Linked DNA regions of Zea mays: all the other regions are linked to region 1. A link is a contact called in public Hi-C data. All regions are on one chromosome and are shown on one strand. The core of a region is the stretch at or near the end of the contact, and the rest is flanking DNA. Distances in the headings are between cores, read along the strand shown. Region 1 holds the start of LOC100272653. Region 2 holds the start of LOC100276757. Region 3 holds the start of LOC100284897 (membrane protein).

The links. A called contact is a pair of places that touch in the nucleus more often than the background predicts.
Region 2: a contact with region 1 is called in a Hi-C map of ear, with 4 times the contacts expected there. The contact joins the promoter of LOC100276757 here to the promoter of LOC100272653 in region 1. A contact is called at or near these places in 11 of 25 Hi-C or Micro-C datasets (bundle sheath, ear, endosperm and 5 more) and 2 of 3 datasets of contacts at active chromatin or transcription factors (leaf and seedling).
Region 3: a Hi-C map of leaf shows a contact between it and region 1, with 7 times the contacts expected there. The contact joins the promoter of LOC100284897 here to the promoter of LOC100272653 in region 1. A contact is called at or near these places in 3 of 25 Hi-C or Micro-C datasets (ear, leaf and tassel).

Annotation. Positions count from the first base shown.
Region 1 is chr3:18,191,898-18,194,597 of Zm-B73-REFERENCE-NAM-5.0, forward strand. LOC100272653 reads left to right here and starts at 1,251. Exons shown (of 7, transcript NM_001147111.1): 1 at 1,251-1,569; 2 at 1,699-1,880; 3 at 1,971-2,010; 4 at 2,611-2,652. The coding sequence starts at 1,758.
Region 2 is chr3:18,039,943-18,042,642 of Zm-B73-REFERENCE-NAM-5.0, forward strand. It overlaps LOC100276757, which reads left to right and starts at 1,321. Exons shown (of 4, transcript NM_001176649.2): 1 at 1,321-1,505; 2 at 1,658-2,002; 3 at 2,130-2,700. The coding sequence starts at 1,439. TRNAL-CAG (transfer RNA leucine (anticodon CAG)) reads left to right here and starts at 292; the gene lies at 292-372.
Region 3 is chr3:17,947,273-17,949,972 of Zm-B73-REFERENCE-NAM-5.0, forward strand. It overlaps LOC100284897 (membrane protein), which reads right to left and starts at 1,395. Exons shown (of 6, transcript NM_001157792.2): 1 at 817-1,395; 2 at 310-473; 3 at 1-140. The coding sequence starts at 1,220. It overlaps LOC103649783 (protein IWS1 homolog 1), which reads right to left. Exons shown (of 11, transcript XM_008675497.4): 11 at 2,488-2,700.

The sequences.
Region 1 (2,700 bases), core at 1-2,500:
TTTCACTATTTATGTGGACCTAATATATATTTAAGTGCACATGCATTATGTATTTATAGAAGTGAAAATATCTTATAAATTGAAATAGATTATGTGTGTAATATAAGCTAGAGAAGCAAAATCTAGAACCAATCAATATGATATACATGTTGGACCCATTTTTGCTACTTGGATCAACACCACACTGCCTGCTGGACCCATCCTTGCACCCCACTCACCGAATTGACCGTTTAGGTCTTGTTTAATGTCTATTTATCTATCCGAGTCCATGTGTTGAAGTGAATTACTATAAAAAATTAAACTAAATTCTACATCTATTTACCTCAACACACGTGGTGGAATGAGGTGAATATATGGCATCCAATCAGTTTTATTATTGAAACATCTATGTTATTGAAATCTTAAATTGTATTGTATTGTATTGTTTGATGTGTGGTTCGAGGTCCAAACGTCCGTAGCATCAAGCCCTCAAGTAAATTTAGGGTACCAAGACATTTTATTCTAGAACATCTCCGTCCCAAAAAAAACATTCTTAAGGGCCTTATAACATAGTTAATTCAAACTATTGTAAATTTAACTAAATTTATGTAAAAAGATGTCGATATTTATGATTTCAAATTTATATAATATAGTTTAGGATTATAAACATTGATACTTTTCTATATAAACTAAGTACTGGTTTAATTTGACTAAACCTACAAAGTCAATTCATTCTTCGACCAACAAGGGTAGACAAGGTATATACCATAACTAATAGGTTGCATGTGCATTGGCCATCTTCATCCATTGATATTTAGTACTACCTCCGTTTCTAAATATTTGACGCCCAACAGTTCATCTTTGAACTAGGAAACGTCATGTATAAAAAAAAAGAGGGAGTAGTTAGTTGGTCATACATCACTACTGTTTTTATATATAACATACAATTACTTTATGCAACACAAACTGACAAGAGCTAGAGCCGAGTGCTCATGATTCGAATTTTAGTAGCTGTATTTTTTTTTGATATTTTGCTGACGCTTGAGAAATACTCAAAAACGAAATTGAAAAGAGCAGTGACGAGCAGTCAACGTTATGGACGAGCACTATGGAGTTGGGCCGAAACCCACCCGGGCCAGCCCACCGGCAGTCCGGCACCCAGACACAGCCAGCAACCAACCAACACAAAAACGAAATTGAAAAGACGATAGGCCCCACCTGTAAGTCTCCTTAAGGACACGACGCGTGCACGACCGACATCCCCGAACAAAATCTCCTCCGCCACCAACCCTCGGAATTCGGGCCGCGCTCCACTAATCCTCGTATCGGTCGCTAATGGCGTGCTGATCTGGCACCGTCGCATACAGCAGGGCGCTCTTTATTCGCCTGTGTGAGCTTCAGCGAAGTTAATCCCATTTTCCGTGCCCGCGCCCGTGCCGTACCGTCCCTATCACACCGGATCGCCACTCGCTCCCCCCCACCCCACTCCGCCCCACCTCCGCGCCTCAGATCCATCCCCAACCGGCAACCCTAGCGCCGGGTTCCTCCTCCTCGGATCCGCCCGCCGCCGCGCGGACTCCATTGCCAGAGGTACCGCCGCCGCCGCCTCGCGCTAGAAGGGATTCCGATCTACGGCCGACGCATACCTTGCCGCGGCATTGTTGGAGAATTCCCATTTTGTTTTGGCTAATCTGAGCGATGCTGTGTTCACGTGACCAGGTGATCGAGGGGGAGAGATAGAGCTTGGGTGGTCGGATTAGGGAGAGAGGGAGGGGAGGATGTCCAGACGGTCGTTGAACCCGAGCCGGCGGGTGGCGGACGGGGGTCTGCCGACAGTCGGAGGCCTGTTCCACCCCAAGTCACGCTCGCCTCCCGTGCTTACTATTGCCCTAGTCGTCCTGGTAATTCTAGCTCTCTGTTTGTTACCCGACTGCTACTGCTGTTACTTCGAATTTTCCTGATGGTGATGGGGCATATGCTCATGTTTGCAGGGTGTCATTCTTCTCGTCGCCTACTTCAACAGCGGCTCAGGTCGGTTAAAGATTCTCGGTTAGATTCGCTCACCCATTTTCCTAATTAATGTTGGATTACAAAAGGTTTGTGCTTGCTACATGGCGATAGAACATGTCTTGTGACATGTACAACTCAAATTCTTCGCTGTAGGCTGGCAAAAGAGTCTGTGACTTTATAATCAAATTCATCAATTGTTTTCTAGCCAGTACATCGTTTGAGAGTGGGGACACACCAAACATGTACAACTGCTAGTTGTTTGTCAAAAAATAATAATGTCTATGTATTATCATGCAATTTGAAAGCAAACCGAGTAACCGACTCAGGCACTGTTTGTTTACCACCTAGATTATATAAGTTGGATTATGGTGGAAGGGTAGGAGGGTAAAATATCACTTTGAGATCACAAATAAGCTGAAATAAGCTATCCAATGCTAGCTTATTTATGGTCCCAAAATGATATTTTACCCTCTTACCCTTCCACCATAATTCAACTTATATAATCTAGGAGAGAAACAAACACACCCTTAAGTCAGTACTTATGCTTTGTTCGAAAAGTCCAAAATTAAAACCAATCAGTGTTTCCTTGTCTTTTTGTTTGACTCTTTCTTTAATGACCAGGTGTAACTGTTACAAGCAGAGAGTCTGTGACCAGGTCTGAAGGTACAACTTTTTTTTCTCCCTATTGTCTCGTTTTGGGTTGCAAATCAC
Region 2 (2,700 bases), core at 71-2,570, 150 kb before region 1:
CAGAAATCTATAATATGTATGCCTTTTCTATAGTCTCCTTGGGGGCACAACTTAGATAAGAGCAGGTTAGCTGAATGCTCTCTAAGAGGTGAAGTTTTCCACGACTTTCTTCCGGACTGTATGCAATTGTGCCTCATCGTCTGTAGCAGTAGGGCGAGATGTCTGGTAGGCGACCTACATAAAATACCTGGCTTAGATACGTGGATTTGGATAAAAGTTATAAACTTTTTCTTGTTTTTGGAGAAACATGTAAGATACCAATATGTGTACGTTGATGCTTTCATCACAAAAGTCAAGATGGCCGAGTTGGTCTAAGGCGCCAGTTTCAGGTACTGGTCCGAAAGGGCATGGGTTCAAATCCCATTCTTGACATTATATTTTTTTTATTTTTACTCTTTTGTAACAAGTCTTGGTAATTTGTATAAAAACTTATTGTATTTTTATCTTTTGCCTTTTCTATCTTCCGGTTAACCTTATCTTATTTTTTACCCTTTTAAATAGTCTGGGTTCAAGTCTATTTCGTTTTTTTTTGTAATAGAACTTCTGTCGTTTAGGATCCCAAAAGAACAAAGTAACCATGTTTACTTATATATCCCATTCTTGACATTATTTTTTTACTCTTTTGTAACAAGTCTTGGTAATTTGTATAAAAACTTATTGTATTTTTATCTTTTGCCTTTTCTATCTTCCAGTTAACCTTATCTTATTTTTTTACCCTTTTAAATAGTCTGGGTTCAAGTCTATTTCGTTTTTTTTTGTAATAGAACTTCTGTCGTTTAGGATCCCAAAAGAACAAAGTAACCATGTTTACTTATATAGGGGTATCCCTTTTTTAGATTTTGTTTTTTTCAGGGTTCCAAGTCTACTCAGTCAGAGCCTATAACTCTAACGAAAAATAATTAAATACGGGAAATTTCTTTTCCCGTTTTTTGTTTTCAGGGATCCAAAACCTATTTTTGTTTTTTGAACAAACTTGTAGTACTATCTATATACCAAAAGAGCACAAAGTCAGCCGTGATTACTCATGTATAGGGAAAATTGATGGTGGGCAATGACATTTTGTTGTTAAAAGAAACGATGATTAGCCCCTGGGCAGCTGCAGCTCTGGTGCTGTAGAAACGCGGGAAGCATGGGCCGCGCAACCATGACAAAGATATGAATCTCGTTTCTTAGATCTCGTCCGTCCCTACATTGGAGGGCTCCAAGGATGCGGCACAAAAGGCTCGCCTCCCTCCCGACCACCAAACAATCTCCAAGAATAGCGGGGGGGACGGCTATAAATCGGAAAATCTGCCCCTCAAGTTTGCCAACTTTAGGATAGGCCGTGCAAATCCATTTCTTGCCTTGCCGGCACAGCTCTGCATAGCTCCTCCCAAGCTTTAGGATTAGGATTTGGATTTGGATTTGGATTTGGATCGGGTGTGTTTCCTGCGTAACCATGAGCGAGATCATGAAGCTAAAGCGTGGGATCAGCACCAAACCAGGAGACCACCTCGTCCAAAATGGCAAGAGACCCATCTTTTTCAAACACGGTTTCAATTCAATTCAGTTCAGTTCGTCGTTCTTGAATATTTTTTTAGGAAGTCCGTTCTTGATTCTTCTTCCTTTGTCCCCCACTCGTACGACGTTTTGACATTGGTTTTTGCTGCCTTCGCAGGCCAACAACATCCATGTCACGAATGGGAGGAGCAACAGCGCTACTGGCCCTCGCCGCGGGCGCCGCCGGCGAGCCCGACGGAGTCGCCCAGGACCCCAGGCGGGAGCCAGAAGAAGGCGGTTCTGGGCAAGGTGAAGAGCAAGGCCAAGAAATGGATGCACATGCTGCATCACAAGAAGAAACCCGCGCCACCGGAGGAGATGATGTGGACCCCCAGGGCCGGGCCTGGACCCAGCGCGGCACAAGACAGCATGCCCAGCAGGGAGGAGCGACACGCCGCCGAGCACCGTGGCACTGGCACTGGCACCCCCAGGAAACCGCAGCAACACGCGCCTTCCTGTTCCTGTACGTCAGCCGGCCACGGGCTTCTCGCACGCATGGCGTTCCGTTCACCATTAATTCACGTCAAAAAATCACCTGTCAATAATCGAAATCAAAAGTCATGGTTATATATCGCGTGCACCACGTACAGCGAGCGATCCAGAGCGGGCGTCCGAGGTGTTCCTGGAAGCGTCACCGAGGCAGAACTCGCCGGTCCCGAGCCCCACCGCGCACAGGCAGCAGCAGCAGCCGCAGCCGTACTTCAAGGTCAGCAGCAGGTTCGAGTCGGAGATGAAGGAGGCCAACGAGATGCTGATGGAGTCCAAGAAGCTCCGCGTCAACACGACCAAGCCCAAGACCAAGACCGTGACGTTCGCGCCGCCGGCCGTGGAGCGCGAGCAGCCGGGCCCGGGCGGCGAGAGGAGCGGCTGGAAGAAAGACTGCAGGAGGGAGCTGCCCGGAGCAGCGGCGTCCCAGGCGCTCCGCGACGCGTTCGCTGCGGTCCGCCAGACGGTGCTCGAGATGGTCGCCAGGATCCAGGAGGCGGTGGCGCTCGTTGACGGACGGCGGCACGTGGTAGAGAGGCTCGTGTCGCTCGGCAGGTACCTGGTGATGAAGCTGGAGCCTGGGCAGGACGACACGTTGCTCTCGGAAGCGATCACTGACGCCGTCCTCGACCTGTTCGACGCGTGGAGCGAGAGCGTCGAGAGGCCTTTGGTGCG
Region 3 (2,700 bases), core at 145-2,644, 240 kb before region 1:
TGTTATGAGCTCTGACAGCATTGAGCCCAATAGTCCAAATAATGCACCTGAAGCACCGACTGATATATTTGACACCATAAATAGAGAAGACAGCAAGCTGCCACCAACACCAGAGATCACATACAGTGTACCAATCCTTACTGCAACAGACAATCGTCAATCAATGGTCAAGTTATATGATCACAGGCCTTGAAATAACAGGTTACAATCTAGATAATAAAGATGCATTGTGCACAGAGAATCTGTTTTCCTAAAAAAAGAAGACAATTACTGAAACTTTCTTTAATCGAACTAGACAGGGTCACTTACTGAAACCAAATTCCTTCTCGAGCCTGATTCCGATCATTAAGAGGCTCAACATGTTGGCGAGTATGTGGACGACTCCAGCATGCAACCAAATGCATGTAATGAGGCGCCACCCTTCGTGATCTTTGGTAACTTTACTGGTTTCCAGTGCCCCCATTTCCAACAGCCTGGGAATCAAAACATGTTAGATGAACCTTCAAGGTATCAAGATTATACAAAATAAGCCCCAAATTGAAGTACTGCCACCCGAGGGCATAATTACCAACAAAAAATTATCGATGGTGAAAAGTGATACGTACTTAATACATTATCAAACAATAAGGTTTATCAAGATTATATAATATAGCTGACCGATGTACTACCAATCGAGGATCTCAAAGACAGCACATTTCACAAAATTCTGCAGAGTTTCTAACATGCTCCACAATGCATACATCTAAATCAATAATGTAAGCCGAGCAAACTGCAGAAAGATCCAAATTTTGGACAGATTTGAATAGTGTGGCGTACGTGGCGGAGGAAGGGCCGATGAGCGGGTTCTCCTTGAACGACTGGAACGCGAACCTCCCGAGCTCGGGCGCGAGCCAGCAGCCCTGCGCGGTGGCGCTCTCGCCGACCGATCCGCCTATCGCGGCGCCGGTGGCCCGCGCGTGCGCGGGGCAGTCGTTGACGTACATGGTGAGCACGAAGAGGACGATGTTGGCGACGATGAATAGCGGCACAAGGAACGGGAACCACCGCCGGAACGGCCGGAACGCCGGCGGGGGCGGGGGCGGCGGGCGACTCCGGTGCGGACCGTGGCGGCCGGGGCCGTGACTCCGGTGGCGCTCTCTCTTGGGCCGCTCATCGCCTCGCCCGCCGCCGGCGGACGCCACGTCAATGGGGACCACCGCCGTCTCGCCCCGCCGCGGCATGGCACGGCCGGCGGCGGGGGGGCGCGGGCGCGCGGCCGGCTGGGACCTGGGTGGCGGCGCGACGAATGCGAGCGCGCGGAGCGGGGTTCTCCGTGTCGGGAGGGACGTCCGCGCGTGCTGCCTCGTGCTGAAGATGGTGGGGAGGAGGGAAGGGCGGAGACGCGGTGGCGACCTGGGATGGAAAGGACGGAGAAAGAAGAATGACCCCTAATTTTAGTGCTTCCCTATATACTGGGGTCTTGGGGAATGCTGGGACACTAATCATGTTCTTAGGAGTTCTCTAACTTGAAATTGAGGTGTTTTAGAGGACATGTTACAAATTGAATTTCACTCGTTACTCTTACGGATTTAACGAAAGTGAATACTACTAGATGCCGGCGTTCTGAAGCAGACAAATTTTATACTGGTTCTATTCCATTCTTGTGCGAGTGCACACGTAGACTAGAGGGGGGAAAAAGAAAAGGTATCACATAAACTTTGGAATTTAAATTTTCAATTGAAAGATGCACACATAGTCCATTTGAATTAAGCCGGAATTCGACATCGCTTTCTTTTGCGTACTCGCTGATAGGAAACCACTAAATAAAGATGGGCAAACCACCATGTCGCTGTCAATTAATGACTTGTTCCGTGAACTGCCTTTCCTTTACGTACGTTACAGAGAATATCGCTATGGATAGATTTGCCTGTCCGCGTCTGGTACAGTCTGAAAAAGACCTGGCAATCCATGGTCCACCCAGGGATAGTACACGACATACTGATTTTCCTTTCAACAATGGGCAGCATGTGTTTAAGCCTTTAGGTTGGATTTCGGAACATTCTTTAACATTATTTTATCTAACATCATCTAGTTACTAATGGATCAAGTGTTCAGTAACTCACATTACCACAAATAATGAAACATGTTATGACAGCAATAGCATAATCTCAACACGTCCTAGAATGAGTAGAAACCAACCAATATCACCTTTGACAGGATTTATAGAAAAATAGCAGTATCAACAATTCAACATGCTCCAAATAGGTTTATTATAAAATATATGATTGGATCCATCTAAATATGATATTATATATTCTTATATGACGTCATAGATACTAATAATTTTTAAATTTTATATTTAGTTAAAGTTTAGATTATTTGACTCTTCGAAATAATGATGAAAATCATTTTAAGACAAAGGAAATAAGGTTGTGTCCAACAGATCATATATATATATATCATATATATGATCATATAAAATAATATTTTACACTATAGACAACACTGTTTAAAATAGAGAATGACATAGAAGAGTCACTGCAGATAGCCTGAGCCTGAGCACACTATCTTACAATAAAGCAGCAAGATGAGGACTGCTGAAGAATTGTAATTTATCACAATTGAGTTACAGTTTGGTAAGCACAACCAATCATTTGTCGCACTATGTTTCGATTTTTCACAAGTGATGACTTTCTTTCAAGTACAAACAATCGAACTTCA